2 separate regions of the Sus scrofa genome follow, and region 2 is linked to region 1. Evidence: chromatin contacts called from public HiChIP or PLAC-seq data. All regions are on one chromosome and are shown on one strand. The core of a region is the stretch at or near the end of the contact, and the rest is flanking DNA. Distances in the headings are between cores, read along the strand shown.

What was found. HiChIP or PLAC-seq counts read pairs in DNA pulled down with a chosen protein or histone mark.
Region 2: a contact with region 1 is called in an H3K27ac HiChIP or PLAC-seq map of alveolar macrophages. The contact joins the promoter of TBCB here to the promoter of TYROBP in region 1. A contact is called at or near these places in 1 of 47 Hi-C or Micro-C datasets (embryonic fibroblasts) and 1 of 2 datasets of contacts at active chromatin or transcription factors (alveolar macrophages).

Annotation. Positions count from the first base shown.
Region 1 is chr6:45,310,079-45,315,886 of Sscrofa11.1, reverse strand. TYROBP (TYRO protein tyrosine kinase binding protein) reads left to right here and starts at 3,401. Exons shown (of 5, transcript NM_214202.1): 1 at 3,401-3,477; 2 at 3,853-3,879; 3 at 4,028-4,162; 4 at 4,343-4,386. The coding sequence starts at 3,423.
Region 2 is chr6:45,479,757-45,485,564 of Sscrofa11.1, reverse strand. It overlaps TBCB (tubulin folding cofactor B), which reads right to left and starts at 3,023. Exons shown (of 6, transcript NM_001205403.1): 1 at 2,831-3,023; 2 at 2,321-2,464. The coding sequence starts at 2,944. POLR2I (RNA polymerase II subunit I) reads left to right here and starts at 3,247. Exons shown (of 6, transcript NM_001205404.1): 1 at 3,247-3,669; 2 at 3,746-3,800; 3 at 4,063-4,136; 4 at 4,225-4,299; 5 at 4,404-4,455; 6 at 4,674-4,780. The coding sequence starts at 3,611. The coding sequence ends at 4,736. It overlaps OVOL3 (putative transcription factor ovo-like protein 3), which reads right to left. Exons shown (of 4, transcript XM_005664527.3): 3 at 5,458-5,659; 4 at 4,743-5,038. The coding sequence ends at 4,830.

The sequences.
Region 1 (5,808 bases), core at 2,152-4,651:
AGGGGTTGAATTGGAGCTGCAGCTGCCAGCGTACATCACAGCCACAGCAACACCAAATAGAGCCATGTCTGTGACCTACCCCGCAGCTCATGGCAATGCTGGATCCTCAACCCACTGAGCGAGGCCAGGGATTGAACCCACATCCTCCTGGATACGAGTCGGGTTCATTACCACTGAGCCACAGCAGGAACTCGGGATAGTGTCAGTTTTTTAAATGTTCATCATGCTAACGGGTGTGTGGGAGGATTTCATTGTGGTTTAGTTTGTATTTCCCTAATGACTAATGATATTGAGCCCTTTTTCACATGCCTATTGGCCATTCCTATCTTTTCTTTTGTGACTTATCTGTTCATACCACTTTAAAAAGTGGATTATTTGTCTGATTTTTCAAAAAGCTTCCTTCCCCTGCTGTAGAGGGGAAAAGTGGGAGCGGGAGCATGCAGCTTCTACAGACCTAAGCGTGTCACAGACCCAGCACACTGCCTGCTTTCTGGAAAGGTCAGCTTTGGCCTCCCCCAATACTTGGGCTGCTGCCTGGAGAGATTGAGACACTTTACAGATCGTGTGGGGGCGGGGGTAGCCCTGCTTCCCGGAGTCTGGCATCGTGAGGAGGGTGGAGCCCTCTGTCCCAGCCTCTTCCTTCCGCCAGTGGTATGGAGACCATGGAGTGGAGAGCAGCCTGGGCTGGCAGGTTGGGATCTGTACTGGTACAGTTGTACCTGTTGCTAAAATCTTGAAATATTTCACTTCTGGTTAAGAGCCTCAACCCCACATCTTACGAATATGTGCCACTACCCTGTTCCATTCCCTTGGGTCATCTCGGACTTCCCCATATCTCAGCAACCAAAGGGGGCCCCAAGACTCTGACCCAGCCCTATGGCCGCATCCCTTCCGATTGGATGGTGCCTGGGTGCAGGCCTGTAAGACCGAATTCGGGGGGGTAGCCTGGACCTGGCTGGAGCTGGAAGAATCAGATCAGGAGGCTGAGGCTGAGAGGTTAGGGTGGATTTTCAGCAAGGTCAGCCCAGAACTGGAGACTTGAAGTTCTAAGAACGGTAACAACAGCAGTTCCCGTCGTGGCTCAGTGGTTAACGAATCTGACTGGGAACCATGAGGTTGCAGGTTCTATCCCTGGCCTCGCTCAGTGGGTGAAGGATCCGGCGTTACCGTGAGCTGTGGTGTAGGTTGCAGACGTGGCTCGGCTGTGGCTCTGGCGAAGGCCGGCGGCTACAGCTCTGATTGGACCCCTAGCCTGGAAACCTCCATATGCCGAGGGTGTGGCCCTAAAAAGACACACACACAAAAGAACAGTAACAATAGTGATGTTGGTAATGACTTCCGTTCGCTGAGCTATTCAGTGTGCCAGGCAGGCCTTATTCTAAACACAACTCACAAAATCCTGGACCACTGCAGCAACCTGCCCCCCCCACCACAGTCCATTCCCCTGGCCCAGCCAGAGGCAGCCCTTGAACACCCCAGGCAGATCAATACCATCCTGGCTCAGAGCTTCCTCTGGTCTCTGATTGCCCGCAGTTCACTGGGCTTTAGCTGCCTTGAGGGGCCTGGGGTGCCAGTAGGACCTGCAGGACCTGCTCACTCCAGACAGACCTGGGGGGTGGGGGTGGGGTGTGCTAATTCTTCTGCCACAGGACTCGGCCAAGCCCAAGCCTGGGCGATGGTGGTGATGGTGGCTTTAGCAGCTAGTGCTGCCTTGAACTTGGCCCAGATCCTCTTCCGGACTCCAAGTTAAAACCCCCCCACCCCAACCCCCGCCCCAGTGGGCCACTGAGCATCTATCTCATGACCACCTTCCAGTTCCCTGTTTTCTGTCCTGAGCCCAGGCCTGGGGAACCGTGGGTGTTGGCTTCCTGGACGGGGGAGGGGGGCTTCCGGCCCCTGGCCCATCCCCCAGGCACCCTAACCTCAGGTTCCTCCTTTCCCAGCCCAGTTCAGGCTCCTCCTGGGGGCTAGAAGTCCTTGTCATCTGCTGGGTGGCCTCTCTCAGTGAGCACTTCCAGCCACTTCCTCATTTGGTGGGGGCAGCCCAGCCTGGCCCAGAGCCACCACACTGTGGCCCACCTGCTTCTCCCCAGAGCCCCGGTCCTGGGCTGGGCCGTGTGCAGCCCTGTCTCGGCCTGTTCCTCTCCTCTTTCTCTGCCTCGCCTCGGCTCTCTCCTTCCCGATCTTCCCTTTTCCCCTACTCCTTTCCGAGGGTCAAATGTCTGTTTTTAGCTGCTGGGTTCCAGTTCCACCTTTATTTGCTGTGTCACCTTCGGCAAGTATCTTTCTTTCTGTAAAATGGGGGTAAGAGCCTGTGCCTCAGACGGTGCTGTTGGGGGTTAAAAGCCTTAATGCCTGGGACAGAGTGCCTGCACCTCTTTAGCACCTGTATCTCTCTCTCTCTTCTTTTTTGTCTTTATAGGGCCCCACCTACGGCTAGGGGTCAAATTGGAGCTGCAGCTACGGGTCTAAACCACAGCCACGGCAATGTAGGAGCCGAGCTGTGTCTGTGACCTGTGACGCAGCTTGTGGCAACGCTGGAGCCTTTAACCCACTGAACGAGGCGAGGCCAGGGATTGAACACATATCCTCATGGATACTAGACGGGTTCTTAATCTGCTGAGCCACGACAGGAACTCCCTAATGGTTCTCCTTTAATATGCTATGAACATTCCAAATAATTGTAATGGGTGCTTATAAAAAGCTGACAAGGGAGCTCCCTTCGGGGCTCAGCGGTTAACAAACCCAACTAGGATCCACAAGGAATCGGGTTTGATCCCTGGCCTCGCTCAGTGAGTTAAGGATCCAGCATTGCCATGAGCTGTGGTGTAGTTCCAGACTCAGCTCGGATCTGGTGTGCTGTGGTGTAGGCCGGCAGCTGGAGCTTCGATTCAACTTCCATATGCCGCGGGTGCAACCCTAAAAAGCAAAAAAATAAAAATAAAAATGAAGAGCTGACAAGTGTCAGACCCTGTTCTAGAAATATTCATCCATTTGATCCCTACAGCACCCTACAAAGTAGGTACTGCTTTACTTCTCATCTTACAGATGAGGAAACTGAGGCCCAGAGGGGTTGAGTGACGGATTCAAGGTCGTCCAGCCCGGAAGAGGCAGCGATAGCCTCAGTCAGAGTCAGCCATCGAGGCTCCTGGTACAGTGATGTCTGAGCCTTGTTTGGGGATGGAGCTCAAGTTGACCCACGCACCTTTGACCTTTCATTCCAGCTGTTAGCGGCTGCAGCACGGCCTCTGGGGTGTCCGGGCCTGATTCTTTGTGGTATTATATGTCTCTGTTCCTCCTCCCCCATTGTCCCCTCCTCCCTTCTGCCACCGCCCACCTCAGACTTCCTCCTTTACTTGGTTGGACACTACGCCACATCCCACTGGCCTTGGACTGTGGTGTCCAGCAGCGTCATCTGCATCATGGGGCGCCTCGGACCCTCCAATGGACTCCTGCCTCTCCTCCTGGCTGTGGGTGGTGAGTTGGGGGCCTCTGACGCTCCCGGGCTCAGCTTGGGGCAGGACAGGGAACAGGGTGGGAAGAGAAAAGCAAAGGGGTGGGGAGCGGGGTGGACCCAGCAGATTCCCCAGCCCCCCACACCCTATGGGTCTCTCTCAGAGCCTGCGCCCCTGAGATTGGGCCTCTGGCAGAAGCAGAGGGAGGGCACTCTAAGATGTTGCAACAGGAAAAGCCGATGTAGAAGTAACACAGTCCAGCGGCTTGGATGCTGGCCCACAGGTCCCACCGGACCTTGCTGTCCACCCTTGCCTCCTGGCTGTCAGGAACCCCCCTCCCCCAGCCTCTATGCCCACCAGCCCTGTGTCTCAGTTTACCTTCTTTTTCTCTCCTCAGGTTTCAGCCTTGTCCAGGCCCAGAGAGGTAGGCCAGTCCCCCCTCCCGACCCCCCCCCCCGCCCGAGACCACCCCATCTCTGTCCCTTCCCCAGTCTCCCCCTGATGACTGACACCTCCTCCCAATGCCCTACTCCCACGGACCTCCCCTCACCCCCATGCCCCATCCATTCCAGAATGCAGCTGCTCCGCCGTGAGCCCCGGCATCCTGGCGGGGATCGTGCTGGGGGATCTGGTGCTGACCCTCCTCATCGCCCTGGCTGTGTACTCCCTGGGTCGGCTGGTCCCTCGGACACGTGGGGCCGTGGACGGTGAGTGGGGCCGCCAGAGGATGGCCTGGGACCCTCTGAGGACCTGCCTGGTGGGGAGGGGGTATGGCTCCCGAGTCACAAGCATCCAAGGGGGGTGATGGAGGGGCTGGTTCTGTCACAATGTGGTGCTCCTGATTCTCACCCTGTGTCTGCACTCTGCTGCTCCCCACCCCTAAGCAGTGACCCGGAAACAACACATCGCTGAGACAGAGTCTGCTTATCAGGTGAGGAAACCAGCTTCTCTTTCTCATAGCTCACTCCTCTCCTGGGGGTGTCCATCTGGAGTACCCCTCCCCCAGGCCCTGCAGAACCTAGACCCGAAAGCCCCTTTCGCAGCACCCCTTAAATGCTTGAAGACCAAGCATCCAGAATGCTTTCAGTGATCGTTCATGACCTTATGCTCGGCTTACAATGTGTGGAGGGGACATACAGGAATGGTTGGCCTCAGTCCGAAGGCAGGCTCTGAATTGTTCTGGAAAAGCCCAGCCCAGGACAGGCTGATGTCCTGGAGAAGTCCTCCTAAGGGCAGAGGATAGAATTCAGCCTAGTTTGGTGACTCCAAAAAGAAACATTCTAGAGTTTGGAGGGGAGGAGTTTGCATCCCTTCGAGACACTATCCAAATCTAAAGACTCCTTTGAAGAATCCACACAAAAAATACCAATTTGTGCATATAATCTAGGGCCAGCGCAAGGATCTTTGAAACCCTTCTTAAGAACCTCTGTGCCGGAGTTCCCGTCGTGGCGCAGTGGTTAACGAATCCGACTAGGAACCATGAGTTTGCGGGTTCGGTCCCTGCCCTTGCTCAGTGGGTTAACGATCCGGCGTTGCCGTGAGCTGTGGTGTAGGTCACAGACGCGGCTCGGATCCCGCGTTGCTGTGGCTCTGGCGTAGGCCGGTGGCTACAGCTCCGATTCAACCCCTAGCCTGGGAACCTCCATATGCCGCGGGAGCGGCCCAAGAAATAGCAACAACAACAAAAAAAGACAAAAAAAAAAAAAAAAAAAGAACCTCTGTGCCCATAATCATCTTTCCATCACCCACCTTCTGTCAGTACCATTCTTTTTTTTTTTTTTTTTTTTTTTTTTGTATTTTTAGGGCCACAGTGGTGGCATATGGAGGTTCCCAGGCTAGGAGTCTAATCTGAGTTCCATCTGCCGGCCTACGCCACAGCCATAGCCATGCCAGATCAGGGCCACATCTGCGACCTACACCACAGCTCCCGGCAATGCCAGATCCTTAACCCTCTGTGCGAGGCCAGGGATGGAACCCACATCCTCATGGATACTCATCAGATTCGTTTCTGCTGAGCCATGATGGGAACTCCTGTCAGTGCCATTCTTAACACTTTAGGGGGTCAGGAGCTCCTCTGAGAATCTAATGGAAGCCGCATAGACCCTCTCCACAAAAATACACACCCAGACTAGGCGTTTGTACAAGATTTCAAGGATTCTGAGGCCTTGGGGTGATAGACACCCCATTGCCATTGTAAACCTTGTTCTGTGAAAGCCCCACCTGCAACCCACTTTGCTTTGCCTCATGTGTGGCTAAAAAAGACTTTGCAAAGTATAAGAAGCTCAAGTGCGGCTCTGTGAGGACCGGAAGACTGAAGGGGCCTTCCAGTTACTGGGGGCGGTGACATTTCAGG
Region 2 (5,808 bases), core at 1,774-4,273, 170 kb before region 1:
ATGAAGAGGCTTCTGGAAGACGGGGATGCCTGAGACAAGGCCTGAAGGAACAACAGGCACAAGGTCCCGGATGGAGAAATATCTTTAGCCCCTTTGAGGAATGGCAGGGCCCGTGTGGCAGAAGTGAGCCAGGGGGATGGCAGGGGAGACACAAGAGATCATTGGAGACTTTGGCTTTTTCCCAGAATGAGATGCTCAGCCAGAAGCCTCTGATCTGACTTGGGGGTTCATATGTTCCCTCAGCCAAGTGTAGGAGGGAGATGGAGGGGCACAGGGATGGGAGCAGAGAGACCAGAGATGAAGCTGGAGGCTGGGCCTGGGTGGGGGCGGAGGGGGAGAATAGTGTGGATTCTGCATAGATTTTCTAGGTGGAGCCCTTAGGGTCTGAGGACAGATCAGATTGGGGTGGGAGGGAGAGAGGTCAGGAACACCTGAGGTGTCTGGCCTGAGCCACTGCACTAACATGGCAAAACAGAAACGGCCAAGGAGCACTCAGAATTTCTACTCTATTAGGTATTTTTGTAAGTTTGAAGTTACTGGCATTCGCTATTGTGAGGAATTTGAGGGATATTTATATACAGAACAAATACAAATTCTCCAGAGGCTCCACCTCTGAGAAACCCGCCTTGTGTGGCATCAGAAGTCAGCGAGCGGGGTGTCCATAGCTGAAACCATGCGTGTGGAACCCTCCCATTTGAGGATGCCACCGCCCAGCCTGACCCACCAGCACCCCTATGTCAACTGCCCAGGTCAGGCCAGAGGCAGTCATGGGCTCTTCACAGTCCTGACCAATTCCTATCATGGTCCACGACCCACTGCCCCAACTGGACTCTAGAGACAACCTCCTCCTTGCTCTCCCCACCCCTCTGTCCTCCACAGTCTGTTCCCTACATGTAGTCAGCGGGAGTCTGTGAACTCTGAGTGAGACCAGGACCCGCCTGGCTCCGAGTCCTCCCTTGGCTCCCACTTCCTTCCACAATAGAGGAGGTCACTCTTCAGCCCCTAGACCCACTGTGCTCCCTCCCACCTCGGAGTGTTTGCACAGGCTGTGCCCTCCTCCTGGAGCATCCTTTCCCTTCCTTCAGTTAACCTTCCTATTCTTCAGGTCTCTGCTCAAGTAGCACTTCCTCCAGGAAGTCCTCCTGGATCTCTGATGGGTCAGGCTCCCCAGTAAGGGTGTCCAAGCTCTGTGATCGCTTCCTTCATGGCCCTCATCTCACTGACTCTTCACATCTGTTCCTGTGACTATTCAGCTAACATCTACCTCACACACTGGAGAGAGCTAAAACAGAGACCTTCTCAGACTGGATTTACAGCCCTACCCCTGGTATAACACACATGCTCAGTAAACAGTTATGAATAAATGAAAGAGATAAACGAGAACTGGTACTCTGGGTACACTGACTTCTGGAGCCAGGCCGACTGAGGTAAAAATTCTAGCTAGAGTTTCTCCTCAGGAAAGTAACTTCCATCCTGAAGCTAAGTTTCAGGCTAAGCTAAGCTAAGAATTAATTATACCATTTTCCATGTCTTATTTACTGGATTCAATTCATCATTCAACAATGATTCACTGAGCATCCTTTCTGTACCAGGCACTGTTCCAGGTGCTGGAGGAAAATCCGCAGTATGGCACAGGGTGATCAGTGCAAAGGACAAAAACCAAATAAAGTGGGAAAGGAAAGGGAAGAGGTTTAAATTTTAAACTGAGGCAACAAAGCTCTCACACTTGGAAGGTGACATTTAAGTAAAGACTGGAAGGAAGGAGTTAGCCATGTGGGCACAGAAATAAGAACCGTTCGGGCACAGGGAACAGCACATGCAAAGTGCACCAGGGATGCTTGGATGTCTGAGGAGTTTTTGGGGGGAACACTGAGGACAGAGAGGATGATGTGAGCAGATGCATACAGAGGTCCTGCTTCCGGCTTCTCCCAACATGTGAGCCTCATGACTCACTCTGACCCCCCCTCACACTCTGTTCCCTCTGCCTGGCCTGCCCCTCCCACTCTCCTCTTAGGTTGCCCTTTCCTCATCCTTCAGGTCTCAGCTCAGGCATCCCTCCCTTCAGGAGGCCCCTTCTGATACCCCCAGGTGGAGTCAGGCACCTCTTCTGGCTGCCTCCAGTCCCCTGGGGTTTTCTCAGCCCAGTCCAGACCACTCTTGACTGCCAGTGTCTGGTGATGGGTCTGTCTCTCTCCCTGATGGACTGGGAGCTCCACGCGGTTAGGGCCTATTTTAGTTATCACATATAGCAAACCACAGCAAGCATCTGTTGAATAAGTAAATGAACAGAAGGGAGGGATCCCAGGTAGGGAGGCCTCACATGGATGCGACAGCCGTCATCTACAGGGTATGAGCCCAGCAGGGCATCCTCCTGATCCAGCTTGACATAGAACTTGTCGTCAGGTCCATACAGTTCCAATTCCATGCAGGAAGCAGGGCTGCCCACAACCAGCTGTAGTTTATCCTGTGGGAGGACAAATGGGGAGGCGGAGAAGAGGTGGAAGGTTGTCAGGGGCCCTGTCCTCTATCCTGAGGCTCTGCCCTTTGTGTCCATAACCAACACTCCTTCCCACCATATAGAAATACTCACATGGTATTATCCCTGGTTACCCCTGGCCCCACCCCCTCGGGCCCTGATCCTGAAACCTGTGACTTTCCCAGGCCCCGCGACCATCCTCTGTAAACTCAGGTTCCCTATGAACCCGCCCCGCTGAGGTTCATTCCCCAGCCTCTGCAACCTCGGTTTATCTCGGGCTTCCTCCCGGCACTGGGGAAGACCCTCCAGGTCTTCTTGGCCCCGCCCCTCCGAGCCCCGCCCCCAAGGCCACACCTTGAACTCTGCTACGGTGAGGCTGCGACTATACCGCTTCTGGGAGCGGAAGCTGTTGAGAGAGCTGCTGATGAAAACGGTCACCGTGGGCGCCGACAACCCCGTCACCTCCATCTCGCCGCGCCCTGAGGGGGCCCGCAGCCCGTTCAGCCGCCTAACACACGCTCCGCAGTCGCCGCCGCTTCTGGGATATCAGTCCCTCCCCCTGCTCTGCGACCTGGCCAATCCACGCTCTCCCGCCAGGAGGGTCGGCCAATCGCCGCATCTCTTCGCCGCCGCCAGGAGGAGGATTCTCCCTAGTCTTGGGCCCAGCCAATCCTGAAAGGTCTTCCACCCGGTACAGTTCTTCCAATAGGGGCACGGGAGACGGCCCGGCGGACGAAGGCCGAAGCCAGGAGGAAGGACTGGCAAGAGCTACTCCAGTCTGCGACGGGTAAACTCGCGCATGTGCATTGGCCTTCGGTCGGCAGAAAGCCATGGCTTCTTTATGCGTAGAGCTTTGGGTTATGTGACGCACTGTATTTCTGGCTCTCGTACCACACTATTCTGTAAACTGGGGAAGCGAAGCCCAGATGTTGGAAGCAATTATTCTAGGATATCAAGAGCTTGAAGCAAGTAATTAATCAAACCTCAGGGCAGAGAACCGAGCGTAAAGCCACTGGGAGCCAGTACTCGAGCGCAGCTCCGCCCCTCTTTTGGCGAAGCTACGAGGTCTGACCCTTCCCGCCACCTGTCGCGCAGCGGGGCAAGCGCGGAAGGCTGGGCGGGCAGCGCGCCGCTATGGAACCGGACGGGACCTACGAGCCAGGCTTCGTGGGTATTCGATTCTGCCAGGAATGGTGAGACACGGCCAGCATGTGTTGGAGGGGAGCAAGTAATGGTCCCAAGACTGACCTTTAACCGCCCCCCCCCCAGCAACAACATGCTTTACCCCAAGGAAGACAAGGAGAACCGCATTCTGCTTTACGCGGTGAGCGCGAGCCTATCCACCCGTTCCTAACGGGGTCCCGCCCTGCTCCCTGTACAGCCCCCCGTGGGGTCTGGTCTAGTTCCCGAACTACCCCCCGAGTGAACCCGACTCTTGTCCTGCCCATCCCCGAGGTGATCCTCGACTACACCCCATGATCCCAACCTCGAGATTCCATCCCCTCCGAGGAAGACCCTGCCCTCCCTTCCAGTCCCATCGGGGATCTCTCCGTAACCCCCTTCCCGCCACACTCTCCCTCCCGCAGTGCCGGAATTGTGATTACCAGCAGGAGGCTGACAACAGCTGCATCTACGTCAACAAAATCACACACGAAGTGGAGTGAGTGGCAGGACGGGAGCTCGGGGCCGGGGTTGTTGGCTCGGGAGGCTTGGTCTAAGCATAGTTATTCTCTTTTCTCTTCCATCAGCGAACTAACCCAGATCATCGCTGACGTGTCCCAGGACCCCACGTTGCCGCGGACTGAAGACCACCCATGCCAAAAGTGAGCATGCAGCCGGTATCGGGGAGGGAGGGTGGCTCGTGCTCACTGGGCAAAGGGAAGAGGGAAGGGTATGGCAGGCTCCGAGTGGCAGACTGTCCCCTCAGGTGCGGCCACAAGGAGGCGGTGTTCTTCCAGTCACACAGTGCCCGGGCCGAGGTGAGTGGCGCCAGAACAAGACTTTCAGGGTAACCTGGACCTGGGCCTTCCTGGGGTGGTGACGCTAATACTGGGGGGACCCTGCCCTTCCTGGCATCCTGAACTGGCCCTTTAGCTGTAGGAAAAGCCCCTGGTCTGTTCTTCTGAAGTGAGGCTCTTCTGGATGGAGTTTCCGTATTGTGCCCTCCCAGACCCTAACCGTCCATCCTTTCTGCCAGGACGCCATGCGCTTGTACTACGTGTGCACGGCCCCACACTGCGGCCACCGCTGGACCGAGTGAACCACCCTCCCCTCGTGTAATAAATGCTGTGTTCTGTGCGTGCATTTCCTGTGTTTATTTGCCTCTCGTGGGTTGGATGCGGGGTGCGCAGCCTCAAGCCGTGCGATGCAGGGCACGGTGCTGCGCATAGGCCTCGGGCCTCGAGCTGGTGAAGCCGCAGTCCTCGCACACATGCAGCTTCTCACGGCGCTCGCGGTAAGCGTAGCTGGCTGGCTGCCCGTGCACCTTGGCAAGATGCGCTTCCAGGGAGCAGCGCTGGGTAAATGCTTTCCCGCAAGCTCCGCAGCGGAATGGCCGGATCCCTGCGCAGATGGGCAGGAGGGAGAGAGGACAGATAGGGGAAGACCTCGGAACCCTCTGCTCTCTGTAAGCATTCCCGAATTCCTACTTCCAGTTCGCCAGCCACCTGCTGCCTCTGCCCAGCGCAAATGTGGGCCAGACACCTGTGTCCCCACCTCCCCTCACGGGGTGTGTTCCTTCCTCTGCAGGAGGACGGAGGCTTCCCCTTGCACCCTTCAGTCTGCGACCTGAATCCCGTCATCAATACCTGTTTTCACTCCATATCCCTCAGTAGCCCCCACCCCTTCCTTGTGGCTGAGAGCTGAAGTGGACCTGGTGGCTGAGTCCCCACCCCACAAACACAAGCACAGCTGGAAACTCCACATTCCATGCACCTCCCTTCATTTTGTCCCTTTTCTTCCCAAACCCTGCCATGGCTCACCAGTGTGAGTCCTCATGTGGCGCTTGAGGTCGAAGGCGTCGTGAAAGCCCTTGCCACAACAGCGGCACACGTGGCGGCGTGCAGGGCTGTGGCACTTGAGGTGCCGGGTCAGCATTCGCTGCAAAGGGAAGGCCTTGGGGCAGAGTGGGCATCCAAGTGTCCCAGGGCCCCTAGGAGCAGCAGTCAGAGTGCCCTGAGAAGGCTGTGGGAGGGACATGGGAGTTAGGACCCTGGCTCCTGCTCTGGAGCAAATGGAGCAGCTGGAGAACCAAGGAGGTCTGGGAAGGCCAGAGACTGCACTAGTGCGTGCAAATGCCACACCCTCCCTCCAAGGCCTTCCCTGACCACCCC